Regions from separate parts of the Triticum aestivum genome. Here region 1 is linked to region 2. The links are chromatin contacts, called in public Hi-C maps. All regions are on one chromosome and are shown on one strand. The core of a region is the stretch at or near the end of the contact, and the rest is flanking DNA. Distances in the headings are between cores, read along the strand shown. Region 1 holds the start of LOC123045925 (auxin response factor 22). Region 2 overlaps LOC123045915 (protein ENHANCED DISEASE RESISTANCE 2-like).

Region 1 (6,517 bases), core at 717-3,216, 500 kb after region 2:
CCAATGCCCAACGCAGCACTATCCTCAGGCCGGTCTTTTTTACTTCTCATATTTCTCTCCTATTTTATCCAAATCTCAGCCCAACACTTCGTTAATCCTCTCTATTTTCTCTTCCCTTCTCTTGTCTTTCATTGACTCGTTACACTTTTGTCAGGGAGGAGATGACCTCCTCTACAAGATCCTTCTTTAGTCTGTAAGTCTGTAAGCATCACAAACAGCAATCAAGGACCGCCCAAACCTACGCGGAGCGTTGGGGCATCTGTCCACCGTGTAGTGTTGGCCATGCCTAAAGTCTCCTTGATAAGTTCGTCGCTTTCCCCGCAAAAAAAAAAACAGTTCGTCCTTTCCAGTTCATAAAAAAAAAATTCGGAGTTTTTCCTATTTACGGTGGCTCCATCAGCCTTGAAAAATCGATAAAAATGGCCCAGTTATTATACGATCCAGACTTGTTAGGTGAAGGAGGGCCGGCGCGGCTTTGCAGAGGTTGATCCGGTGGTTTGATTGCAGTACCAAAAACTGCGCGGATGTCGTATAGTCAACAGTACCCGTGGAGAGACATCACGGAAAATGCTCAACAGTGCTTCGCGGAAGGTCGCTGTCCTGGTCCAGCGCAGCGCCCCCTCACCTCAAAATCCCAACCGTCCCTTAAAATCGACGTGACATTCAAATGCTCGCCAAATCTCGCGATTCCCTTTTTTGTAAGTGGCGCGGAGGACGGGAGCACTGGAGGGGCCGTTGGCAGGCCACGATCGATGGGATCGATCGAGAGAGCGGCGCCTCGGTCGAAGCCGTGGCCGGAGTAGAGACGAACTACGCGTCCGCTACGAGATGGAGATGGGATCATGGGGAGGACTTTTGTTTGGGCGGTCGGCCAGTGGCGCACGCACGGCTGGCCTCGGGCCGCGGAGGCATCCATCGCCCCAAACCCCGCGCACGGCGCCTCCTCCTCCCGCTCTCTTTTCTTGGATCCAACGGCGACGAGAGAAAAGAACGACAGCGTTTTCACGGCGCACTCTCCACCAAGAGTTGGCACGTCACGAAACCCCGAGACTTGGACATTTTTTTTCCTTCAGTTCACAAATTCGGTGTCAAAAATAAATAAAGTATAGCAAACGGGGTAGTACTAGTACAGTATGATCCATGCAGATGCAGATACAGATGCGGCCCGTGGCCAGCTGCAGTGGCGCAAAAGAGGAGGGAGAGGTGCGACATGTCCCAATCGGTGTTCCGTGGGTGGGTTGCCCTGGCTCTGAATTCCCGGCGATGGGTTCGCCCCCGGGCCGGAAAGGGAAGACACAGGAGTTGAGACGAACAAGGCACAAGATTCGCCCATTTCCGGATCATGCAATCAGTCGCTGCCAACACCAACTTACGGCCGCGGCGCACAAATGCTTTCTTGTCCTCTCCTCTCTCCCAAACAACCAAATTTCGACAGCTTATTACTACCATGTGTCGTCGCCTTCCCTCGCAGCAGACGAGACGAGGATATACACATGCATCGCGTCGCGTCGCGTCGCGTCGCACGCGTGACAAAACTGTTTTTTTGTTTTCTTTTCTTCCGGGTCCCACCCACCCCAACCAACAAAACGCTGCGAGCTTCGCAACAGCGGCGAGACCAAATAAATGGGCTCAGATCTGAGATAATCTAGCTGTTTTGTTGGATTTTAAAAACATTTCCCCCTCTTTTCAGATTCAGAAACACTAAAAACAACACGAAAACCCTCGGCTCTTGTCGCCACTCCCTACTTCCTAGTCCGGGCCATCAAGGCCGCGGCCCACCGACAGCACAAAAGGCAGCCACATGGCCCCACAGCCTTTATCACCGACACGCCGGCCCCACCAGTCATCTACGGTTGGTGCGCGTCGCTGTTGGCTGTGCGAGCCAGCGCAGGCGATCTGGTGGGGCCGCGGCTCCACTGGGGCGCCCGGCCACTGCAGCAGCGAAGCTCTCCCCTATCTATCCATCTCTCTATCTATCTAATGGCCGGGAAGACATCCAAAGAACTCGCCATAATTCCAAACCACTGTGCCGCTGTAGCGCAGCGCTCCCTCCCTCCTCGTCCTCCCTCCCTCTCTCAAGAACACGGAAAAAATCGGGGCCTTTTGGGTTCCGGACACCAAGGATTGGATATTTATTCTGCTTTGCTTTGCTTTGACCGGCGCGGCGGTTCTTCAACTTGGGATGGAGTTGCAGGGGCCGGGGGAGGGCAGGGGAGGCGCCGTCGCCTGATGTAGATTTCCCTTTTTTCCTTTCCTTTGCTTTGTTTATTCCGGCTCTGGGCGTTCACATCTCTCGCAGAGCTTTCGCGATCTGCCAATTGGAGGCCATGCGCGCGGGCCAAACAGGTGCTTGCCTTTCTTGCTTTTCTTGATGTTGATTTGCTCTTTTGATGGCCGTGCCCGCCATGGATTGATTGCGTGTGGAGTTGGGTTTGCTGTGCGGTGGTTTGCGAATTTGATGGAGGGCAATTTGGTGGCAGGTTTGGTGTGCGGGAAGAAGTGATCGCATTTCGTGGCGGTGGTTTTGGGTGGAGATGAAGGAGGTGGGCGAGGAGAGGTGCCTGGACCCGCAGCTGTGGCACGCCTGCGCGGGCGGCATGGTGCAGATGCCGCTGCCGCGCTCGCGCGTCTACTACTTCCCGCAGGGGCACGCCGAGCACGCCAACAGCGGCGGCGGCAGCGCGGCCGCCGAGCTCGCGGCGGCGGTCGGGCCGCGTCCGCTGCCCGCGCTCGTGCTCTGCTGCGTGGCAGGGGTGCGCTTCCTGGCTGATCCGGAGACGGACGAGGTGTTCGCCAAGATCCGGCTGGTGCCCGTCGGCCCCGGCGAGGCGGGGTTCCGGGAGCCGGAGGGGCTCGGGGGCGACCCGGCGGAGGCGCGCGAGAAGCTGGCCTCCTTCGCCAAGACGCTGACGCAGTCCGACGCCAACAACGGCGGCGGCTTCTCGGTGCCGCGCTACTGCGCGGAGACCATCTTCCCCAAGCTTGACTACAGGGCTGACCCGCCGGTGCAGACGGTGCTCGCCAAGGACGTGCACGGGGAGGTGTGGAAGTTCCGCCACATCTACCGGGGCACGCCGCGCCGGCATTTGCTCACCACGGGCTGGAGCACCTTCGTGAACCAGAAGAAGCTCGTCGCGGGGGACTCCATCGTCTTCCTGCGCACCGAGCACGGGGAGCTCTGCGTCGGGATACGCCGGGCCAAGCGGGTCACCTGCGGGGGCATGGAGTGCATATCCGGCTGGAACGCGCCAGGGTACGGGGGGTTCTCGGCCTTCCTCAAGGACGAGGAGAACAAGATGATGAATGGTGGCCCCGCCGGTTACGTCAAGGGCAGGGGGAAGGTCAAGATCGCCGATGTCGTGGAGGCGGCCACCCTCGCGGCCAACAGCCAGCCATTTGAGGTGGTCTACTACCCGAGAGCTAGCACGCCGGAGTTTGTTGTCAAGGCCGCGGCGATGCAGGCCGCCATGAGGATCCACTGGTGCCCTGGCATGAGGTTCAAGATGGCCTTTGAGACCGAGGATTCCTCAAGAATCAGCTGGTTTATGGGGACCATATCTTCGGTTCAGGTTGCCGATCCACTCAGATGGCCGAATTCACCATGGAGACTTCTTCAGGTTTGTTCGATCTGATGATATCCATAGTCGCACTCCATCCTTTCTTCTCAATAAAGATGCATAGTACATAACATGGAACTGCAAGGGATGAATGCAGTGCATCATTTACACAACGTTAGTAGTATGGAGGCTTCTCATTCAGATGCCTTGAATGGAACTAGAAGTTAAGGTACTACCATACAAAACATGGCCAGCTTGCCGCACAATGTTGCCAAATTAGTAGTAATGGTAATAATAATGATTCCCAAACCCCTGATATCAACAAATTAACCTATTAATTAGTTCAACAACTGGCTTAGATTTACTGGAGTAAAACATCACATCCTCCTTCGATTTTGACTTTGTATGAATTGGTGGTACAATCAATAAAGCTGTTGGAATGCAGAATTCACAACTGCATGGTAGTTATGGAAGAAAAGGCTTGTGGTCCTTTAGTAGCTTTGTTGGTTTCCAAATTTGGATTATCAGTCTGCATGTTCTTCAAGTACTAGCTCTCTTATTTATCAATAGTGGGCTCCTAAACTTCCGTATTCCTTTTAGTATGATATCAAATTCTTGAATAGTACGTCATCATCGGTTGCTCAAATGTCACAGCTTGATGTTTGGTCTTTAGCACCCAACATGATACTTGGCATGGGAATACTTGGCAAACTTTTAACTAGAAACAGAATCCTTTAGCATGGTTAGGTATGACTAATGTGGATGAGAAACGATTTGTCTAATTACATTGACCTGGAACAGAAAAAAATTGTACACAAATCTAATGAAAATGCCGTACACAGTAGAAGGGTCAAACTTTTATGTACAAGAATCTACAAGCTACATCATCTGTCAGATTTGTTCAGCTTCTCTTATGGAAGTTGTTCGTGTACAAATAGTAAGAGTGCAGCAGAGAATTGAGATCGGAGTCTTCATTGCCAACAGCTTCGTTTCTAGTCATTCGTTTGTTTCAAAGCCCATCTATCAGGGCTCCATGCTAGTTCTTGCAAAGTTTTTTTATAGCCTAATAAACAAATCCAATAAAGTTCGGTGTGGAATACTGCATCTTTACTATAATAAATACCTGATGCTGGTACTACGAGTATTAAATTTCAAATGTGGGTATTGAATTAATATGACGCTCATGTAGTATGATGATGATCCCTGTATAAACTGTTCGTGCTGAAGGTACTTGATCCTCCCTCTATTTGAAAGTCCTACCGCACATTTGTCTATCTGATCAGTCCCGTACTCCAACCATAAGGTTTCTGTCTGTACCTTGGGTAGCAGATGCTGAAATTGGTATATTTGGCAGTTCAACATAACATGCTTGGTCTATTTATCTATCATTTTTAGCTCTCTCAGCCGTTCATGCATATTGCTACTTCATTGAATCTTATCTCAACGTTTATGTTACCCACTTACGTAGGATAGTGAATGATGTCTTTCTAGTAGTTTTGAGATAGTGGAGGTCTATGTTTTCATCAGTATCATTAGTTATATCAGATTTAATACGAAAATGGGTCATCGATTTTAGTTGGTGTTGTGCTACTTTGCGCATTTTAGTTCTGCAAGCACCAGGGTACTTTTTGTTTAGTCGATTACAGTAATTCTCTTTATTAACATGGTTCATGGTTGCAAACTTCTTGCAGGTCACATGGGATGAGCCAGACTTGTTACAAAATGTGAAATGCGTGAGCCCATGGCTTGTGGAACTTGTATCAAGCATTCCACCAATCCATTTGGGACCATTTTCTCCACCACGAAAGAAGTTACGGGTTCCCCAACATCCTGATTTTCCATTGGATGGTCATCTGTTTAATCCAATTTTCCATGGGAACCCACTTGGTCCTAGCAACAGCCCCCTATGCTGTTACTCGGACAACAACTCTCCTGCAGGCATACAGGGAGCCAGGCATGCTCAATTTGGTTTACCATTAACAGACCATCAGCTTAATAAGCTGCACCTTGGTCTGTTCCACGGCGGCGGTTTTAACCGGCTTGACGCTCTAACCCCGTCTTCCCGGATATCTAAGGGCTTTGTGCTCAGCAGCGCACCAGCCCATGACAGCGTCTCTTGCTTGTTGACAATCGGTACACCACAGAGCACAGAAAAATCTGTTGACAGAAAGACACCACATATAATGTTGTTTGGAAAGGCCATTCTTACCGAGCAGCAGATGACTTCAAGTGGATCAAGAGAGACACTCTCCTCTGGGGCTACTGGAAATAGTTCACCTATCAGTACTGCGCTCAAGGCAGGAAATGCATCCGATGGTTCCGGTTCATCAATCTGCATCGGATTCTCATCCCAGGGTCATGAGGCTTCTGATCTTGGACTGGAAGCTGGGCACTGCAAGGTATTTATGGAATCGGAGGATGTTGGTCGCACCATCGACTTGTCTGTCTTCGGGTCATATGACGAGTTGTATGGCCGTCTGGCTGACATGTTTGGCATCGAGAAAGAAGAAATCATAAGCCATCTCCGTTACCGTGACACGGCTGGTGCTGTCATGCACACTGGTGGATTACCGTTCAGGTGAGAAGTCCCTGATGATATGTGCAGTATTCCTTAACTCGTGCGTGATAATATCTTCTTCATCTTCTAATGTTGCAGTAATGTTGTAGTGATATGTACCTAATTCATTCTGTTCATGTAACAGCGACTTCATGAAAGTGGCACGGAGGCTGACGATAATAAGTGGCGAAAAGGGAGGACTGGCGAAACCTCTCATCGAATGCATGGTTCAGCGGGTGTGATATCTTGATGAGCTCCAGCACGAGCTTCATCGAGAAATATTAAACCAGAGTGAGGGACTACTCTCCATATGCATGCGTTTTATTAGCGTTTGTTTACCCGTGCTGTCAAGCGGAACTGCGTCGTCGTTAGTACAATCTTGTGGATTGGTTTTTAATATGTA
Region 2 (6,238 bases), core at 65-2,564:
GCACGAGGTGTGGTGAGCCTTGTGCTCGGGTACTTGAACAACCTGGTGATTGAGATGGCCTTCTTGGTACAGGTAATCGCCGTCGGATAACTTTACCAAATTGTTACATATGCTCTTGTTCTACTCAAGATCGAGAACAGATGTGATGAGCAAGCATGGTTTTTTCCTTGCCTCATGCAGGGCAACACGCAGGAAGAGCTCCCGGAGTTCCTCCTAGGCACCTGCCGACTGAATTATCTGGACGCCTCCAAAGCTGTATCGCTAGACGAATGCTGACCTGACCTCTCAAGGTCAAGGAGGCGTCAGGTTGATCCCAATTCTCTTTCGAAGCCTGAGTACAGCACATCAAAGCCGAAAAGGCTCAAGCTACTCCCCGTGTCCACCCGCCATACACTCATTTGTCTGCCTTGCCGCCCACAAAAGTGTGGGGTATTTGCCGCAGCAGTGTACATTCATTTCTCCTCCTGCAAATAGGAGGTGTTGCGGTGTATTGATTGATTGATGATGGCAGTCTACTACTCGTGTGATGCAAAGCCTTGCTCCCATTCTTTGGCCGACAACTCGTCATTTCATTCATCATGTAAAAATTGAGACAAAAGGAAAGTGTATTCTAACCCTGACCTCGTGTCGTTCATTTGGAATCTAATCTGGGATCGGATCAGAGATCGTCAGATGTTCAGATCCAACACCACCAAAGCAACCCATTAACTGGACGTTGACCCTTCACCTGAGAGTGATTACACTGCCATGATTCATTCTATCCGAGGACTGTCCCTCCAGACAGACACTCGTACCGAATCGAAAGGGACTCGACCCAAGCCCAACACCAACGAGGCAGTGATAATCATCGGGAATTCCCGTATCATGGTACAGTTGGTCACTCACTCGAGGTCGAGGACCACACGCTTCGCTTTTCTGTTATCATCACTTGAGCCGGAAGGAACGAGCAGGTGTAGGTAGTGGAGCTGGCATCTCTTGCGTACTGACCAGAGATTGAGAAAGGACAGGACAGCAGTGGGGTGTGAAAATGATGGGTGTCGTCGTAGCAACCAGTTCGCAGGAGCAGCAGCTACATCGTGATCAGGAATCAGGGGTCACTGTGCGGCGCCAGCTAGCTCAGCTTTTCTTGTTTTCCTAACCGTGCAGGCCAAACGCTGCATCGCTGACGCTGCGGCTGTAGCAGCAGTGGACGTGACAGGTGAACGTCCTCTTCCTTCGCCCGCCTCGAGCCTGCGCTTTCCGAGCAGAGGATGGCGCGTCGCTTGCTTGCTTGCTACTTCTGTGTCGCGCAAGAGAGAGAGAGAGAGAGAGAGATTAAAGTAGACGCGTGGACGCAACGCAAGTGCACCGTGCACGTACGTAAGCGTGGTGGAGCGTGGACAGGGTTGTTCTTTTCTCTTTGAGATCCTGGACAGGATTGTTAATGCCATTGACCTGTGCTGATCCCTATGGCGCATGGCGCGTCGCCGGCGGCGGCGGCGATCGGGTCGGGTCGGTCGCGCCAGGCACGGCTCCGTGCTGGGGGTCAGCTGGTCACGTGGACGCGGGGCGAGAGACGCGAGGCTGAACTGAATTCGACGCCTCTGGATCTGCTCGCCGTTGCACCGCCGCATTTGCTTGTCGCCGGGCATGTGGTCACAGTTTGCACGACACGCACTCTGTCGTATATAAAGAAAACAAACTTTTTTTGACGTCTAATAAAGAGAAAAAAATGAATATATATATCCCTTGTTGTTAAAAACACATGCATATCTCTTTATGTTAATTTATCATATGGTAAGCTCCACTTGAAGATCTGTGGCGAACCCTGAAATTGAGATGCCAATTTCGAGAGCGATCTTCCCTAGGTTTTGTTCAGAATTACACTAACCGATGAACTGCGTGACATCACTGTTACTTGAACTCATCCATTACTTGAACTCATCCATATTGCACGATACAGGGGAGTTTTGCGCACATCGATGTCATTGCTCAGGATTAATTGGCCCGTTGAACAACACCAAGCTGTTCGGTCAAGATTACAAATCCCAACGCTCGTAGAAACTGTGTCAGAGTACTGACTACAGTAAAGAAGATGATGATCCCAAGGAACCATCAATTCCGCAGGAAGATCTGCGCGAAGAACAGAGAAAATGATACTGCTGTAATGAGGCTGGTCATAGTGGGGAGTAACTTAGACTAGTGCCATATGCATGACACTAGTCTAAGTTACTATCTCTATAGTGCAAAGTAACATATTACTAGTGTCATATATGACTTTATTTATTAGCTTGTAGACTCATCATTTCTCGGAAAACGCTATGTTACAGTAACATATTATGTTACTCTAAACATCTCTTTCCTCATTAACTACATGTCTCATAAGCAAAATTTTCTTAAAGTGCGCTATGTTACTACCTAAGTTACTCCCACTATGACTAGTCTGATAACATAATCCCTCCATGGATAGAAATTGACAAACAACACACTGCACTCTCTCCGGCCATCAAAAGGTGCTGTTGTAGATATTGATGCGGTCTCCTAAATGTAAATTTGACTAGTGTTACTTTTTTTCTACAATATAAATAAAACTTACAAAAATTGTTGTATTATGACACATTATATAAAAAAAAATCTGTACATATGATTTCATATATCAAATCATTTTTTTATAAATACATATGTGTTCAAGCTATTAAATGTTTGACCGAAACTACATCTAGAGTGTAATTCTTTTACTAGGACGAATTACCATGAGTATGTCCATTTCGATTCACTGTTTTATGAAAATGCCTCCTTAGCCCTTAAATCACAGTTCATGAGACTTAACGCAATAAAAACTACTACCCACGTCCTGGTTTATTGGCCCCTTTAGTAATTTGTACCAAATTTTGATCATGGATTTAATTAGCAAAATGTTAATGCATGTCACAAAAAATAGTATCATTTGAAACTATGTTCAAATACAAATCCAATGATACAACTTCTCATGACATGCATCAACATTTTGTCACTTAAATCTATGATTAAATTTTGACACAAAATATGAAGAAGACCAATAAACCAAGATAGAGGTAGTACAAAACCAAGGACCGCCTCGTTGCCCAAATGGGCTGCCTCGTCATCAATAAAAGTGTAGGATTCCCCTACCACCTGTCGGCGTCGCCGACGGTCCGCCTCGTCTTCGGTGGCCTTAGGGTCATGGAGGCGCAGTGGATCTCGACCCTTGCCGGCGGGAGGGCTTTGCTTTCAGTTGTTTCTTTACGTTTTGTTAGGGTTTGTGTATTGCTCAGGAAGACTAGACGGCGGCGGCTCCCTGAAGATGGAATAAGGTTCTCCCTGACTAGCCCCCGTCCCGATGGTGTGTCTAGCATCATCAGTGGGCGTGTGGAGATGTGTCTCGGGCGGATCTATCCTTGATGGATTTGCTCGGATATGATCGTAGTTCGTCTACGTTCATGTGTAATCAGGCTGGATCTTTCCGATCTACGCTACTCTTCATCACCGGCGGTTGTTGTTCTGCCACACTGGTCCTATGCGGCCTTAGCACGATGATTTCCCGACTATCTACTACAACAAGTTTTGCCCGGCCCGGCTCCGGCGAGGGAGGAGCAATGACGGCGGTGCGCCTTCGGCTCGCTTCAGTGCTTGTAGTCGTTGCTAGATGGTCTACAGATCTAGACGTAATTTTTATTATTTTTTTAGTGTTTGTTATACTGCCATGATTGAAGATAAATAGATTGAAAGTTTTCTCGCAAAAAAACTACAAAACCATATGCATGGGGAGACAAATTATAATGATTAGAGAAACGAGGAAGTCAAGCGGGGAGGGTGGCTAGCTATGTGGGTGTGGGTGAATTTAAGTGCTTTGGAATTTTTTTTCTAACCAAAAGGCCAAGGCCATATATTAAATATAACCGACTCTTATTGAAACTTTCTTATACATGAATAAGAAATTACAGGCAAGTTCATGAAGAAATTAGCATCATCTTCCTTCTATATCCATCGACGACACGACGCAAGCAAAGCACATTGCCGCCTTTGGTCATCCATCTTATCTGAGTAATCTTGTTTAAATTCAGGAGCTTGTAGAAATAGAGGACGAGAAGTCATTGTTGTAGATCAGAAGTCACCAACAACCGAGAGTTGCATGGATCGTCGTCCTAGAGAAGCCGACATAAAGGAGGGCAGGAATATAATCCCAACTCTGGCTAGACAAAGGAGAGAGACACAAGCCATACCAAGCTGTCCGGTCAAGATTACAAATCCCAACACTCGCAGAAACTGTGTCATGACTACAGCAAAGAAGATGATGATCCCAAGGAACCATCAGTTCCGCAGGAAGATCTGCGCGAAGAACAGAGAAGATGGTACTGTAATGATAACATAATCCCTTCACGAACAGAAATTGACAAACAACACACTGCAGTCTCTTCAGCCATCAAAAGGTGGTGTTATAGATATTGATGCGGTCTCCTAAATGTAAATTTGACTAGTATTACTTTTTTTTCTACAATATTATATAAAGACAAATCTGTGCATATGATTTTTTCATATATGAAATCGAATTTTTAAAATACATCTGTGTTCAAGCTACTATTAAATGTTTGACCAAAACTACATCTAGAGTGTAATGTTTTTTTACTAGAAGGACTAATTACCATGAGTATGTCCATTTAGATTTCACAGTTTTATGAGAATGCCTCTTTAGCCCTTAAATCACAATCCATTAAATCCGCGTGTATATCGAGAAACCTACTCTAGTCACAGGTCTATTCGCAAGCCATCCGTCATTAAACACAACGCCTGTTGGCTCCGGGCACCGCTATTTAAACAATGCCAGACGCCGGGCAAAAATTGTACCACACCTCCGCTCCCATATTCTTCTTGCACCATTTTCTTCACAATCTCCATGACATCCGCCGAGCAGGAGAGGAGTTCTCTGGCATAAAAGCCGGCTGGGTGGCCCATTGAGCTCGCCGGATACGAGCCAGACAACTCTCTGCCCCACCTCCCTCGATGCTCCAGGCGGTTGTAGGCCAGCTCGTAGAGGTGGAAGCTCCAAGCCGACACGTGGTTCAACAACTCGTCGCTCCAAGCTAGCTCGTCGTGGAGTGGCGAGTTACTCTAGGCCGACACGAGAGGGAGCACAGCAGCACACGCATCGTGGCTGCAGTGGACGACATTGTGTCGTATCGCTCCTCCCATGCCTGTGACCGCACCACTTGCCGTCAACGTTCTAGGAACCTTTCCCTGACGGCAGAGAAAGAAGCCGATTTCACGAAGATCGATGAGGTGGCGGCCATCACATATGTGCCCGCCACCATTATCGAGGAGAAGTAGAACATGGGAGGCCTCCGTTGCTTGGGTCCCATGAAGGCAATCGTCGAGGCGACGCCGACGTATACACTCAGTTTCTTGCTCGGTTCACAGGCCACCGTCATCCTTCACCCTGAAAACCAACTTGGTCTATGCTTACCCGAAGCGGAGGGCACGCTTCCCCTCCGGCTAAAACATATCCCGGCGGTGCCACTCCGATGAGCGACGCAGCTGAACATGGGGAAGCAGAGGCTCTTTGCGCTGAAGCATATACCTTAGGGGCTCACGGGAGTCCGATGAGTGGGTTGCCGGACATGGGAAAGACAATGGAGATCCTCCGAGGCTGGCCGTAGACTAGTCAAGGGTATCCGTGTCGTGGGAGTGGATATCTGCCGATGGCGGCCGTAGACTAGTTTTACCTCAGTTCGGTATAGTTTTTAGTTAAAATATGTCCGAAATGTGATGAATTTCGTTCGGTTTGTTTAAAAAGTTTTTGAATTGTATGTTTGTAGTGTTGGATGGTCGGCTCTCGCATCGTGTCCATGGATTGGTCCTCCCATCAGCGAACGGATGCGAGAGTAAATTTGCGGGTCAATGTTGGATATGTCCTAACATGGGTTGGAATGCCCACCCATGTAAATTTTAAAAAAGAAAAAAAAAACTGCAGAAACTAACTCTTTAGATGGTTTACTTGTACTTTGCAAGATAAATAAATGATAGTCCCATGAGGTCCAAACTCATCCAAGTCGACTTCATATCCCAAAATGATGGCGTCTCAAAAATTGTATTTCATCTTCTGGGTAATTTTTTATGCATGTGCATTGACTCACTATTTGACCTATCATGCAGAGGTCGGAGGACAATAATGATTTTTTTTAATAATAGTACCTACCCGATTTAAGCATACGGCCAAGAAGGTTTTCTCCATCAGTCATGGTGA

Evidence for each region. A called contact is a pair of places that touch in the nucleus more often than the background predicts.
Region 1: a Hi-C map of leaf shows a contact between it and region 2, with 6 times the contacts expected there. The contact joins the promoter of LOC123045925 here to the enhancer-like site in region 2. A contact is called at or near these places in 3 of 5 Hi-C or Micro-C datasets (all in leaf) and 1 of 1 datasets of contacts at active chromatin or transcription factors (leaf).

What each region holds. Positions count from the first base shown.
Region 1 is chr1A:279,926,386-279,932,902 of IWGSC CS RefSeq v2.1, forward strand. LOC123045925 (auxin response factor 22) reads left to right here and starts at 1,967. Exons shown (of 6, transcript XR_006421769.1): 1 at 1,967-2,346; 2 at 2,481-3,617; 3 at 5,249-6,135; 4 at 6,260-6,405.
Region 2 is chr1A:279,429,502-279,435,739 of IWGSC CS RefSeq v2.1, forward strand. It overlaps LOC123045915 (protein ENHANCED DISEASE RESISTANCE 2-like), which reads left to right. Exons shown (of 22, transcript XM_044469164.1): 21 at 1-72; 22 at 181-663. The coding sequence ends at 276. Among protein-coding and RNA genes, the nearest start is that of LOC123045915, 14 kb to the left of the region's middle. Within about 2 kb of position 1,315, at least 7 of the 8 cell types and tissues checked have an H3K27ac peak or open chromatin away from gene starts, as enhancers often do. A contact at or near this core is called in leaf, where this site is marked.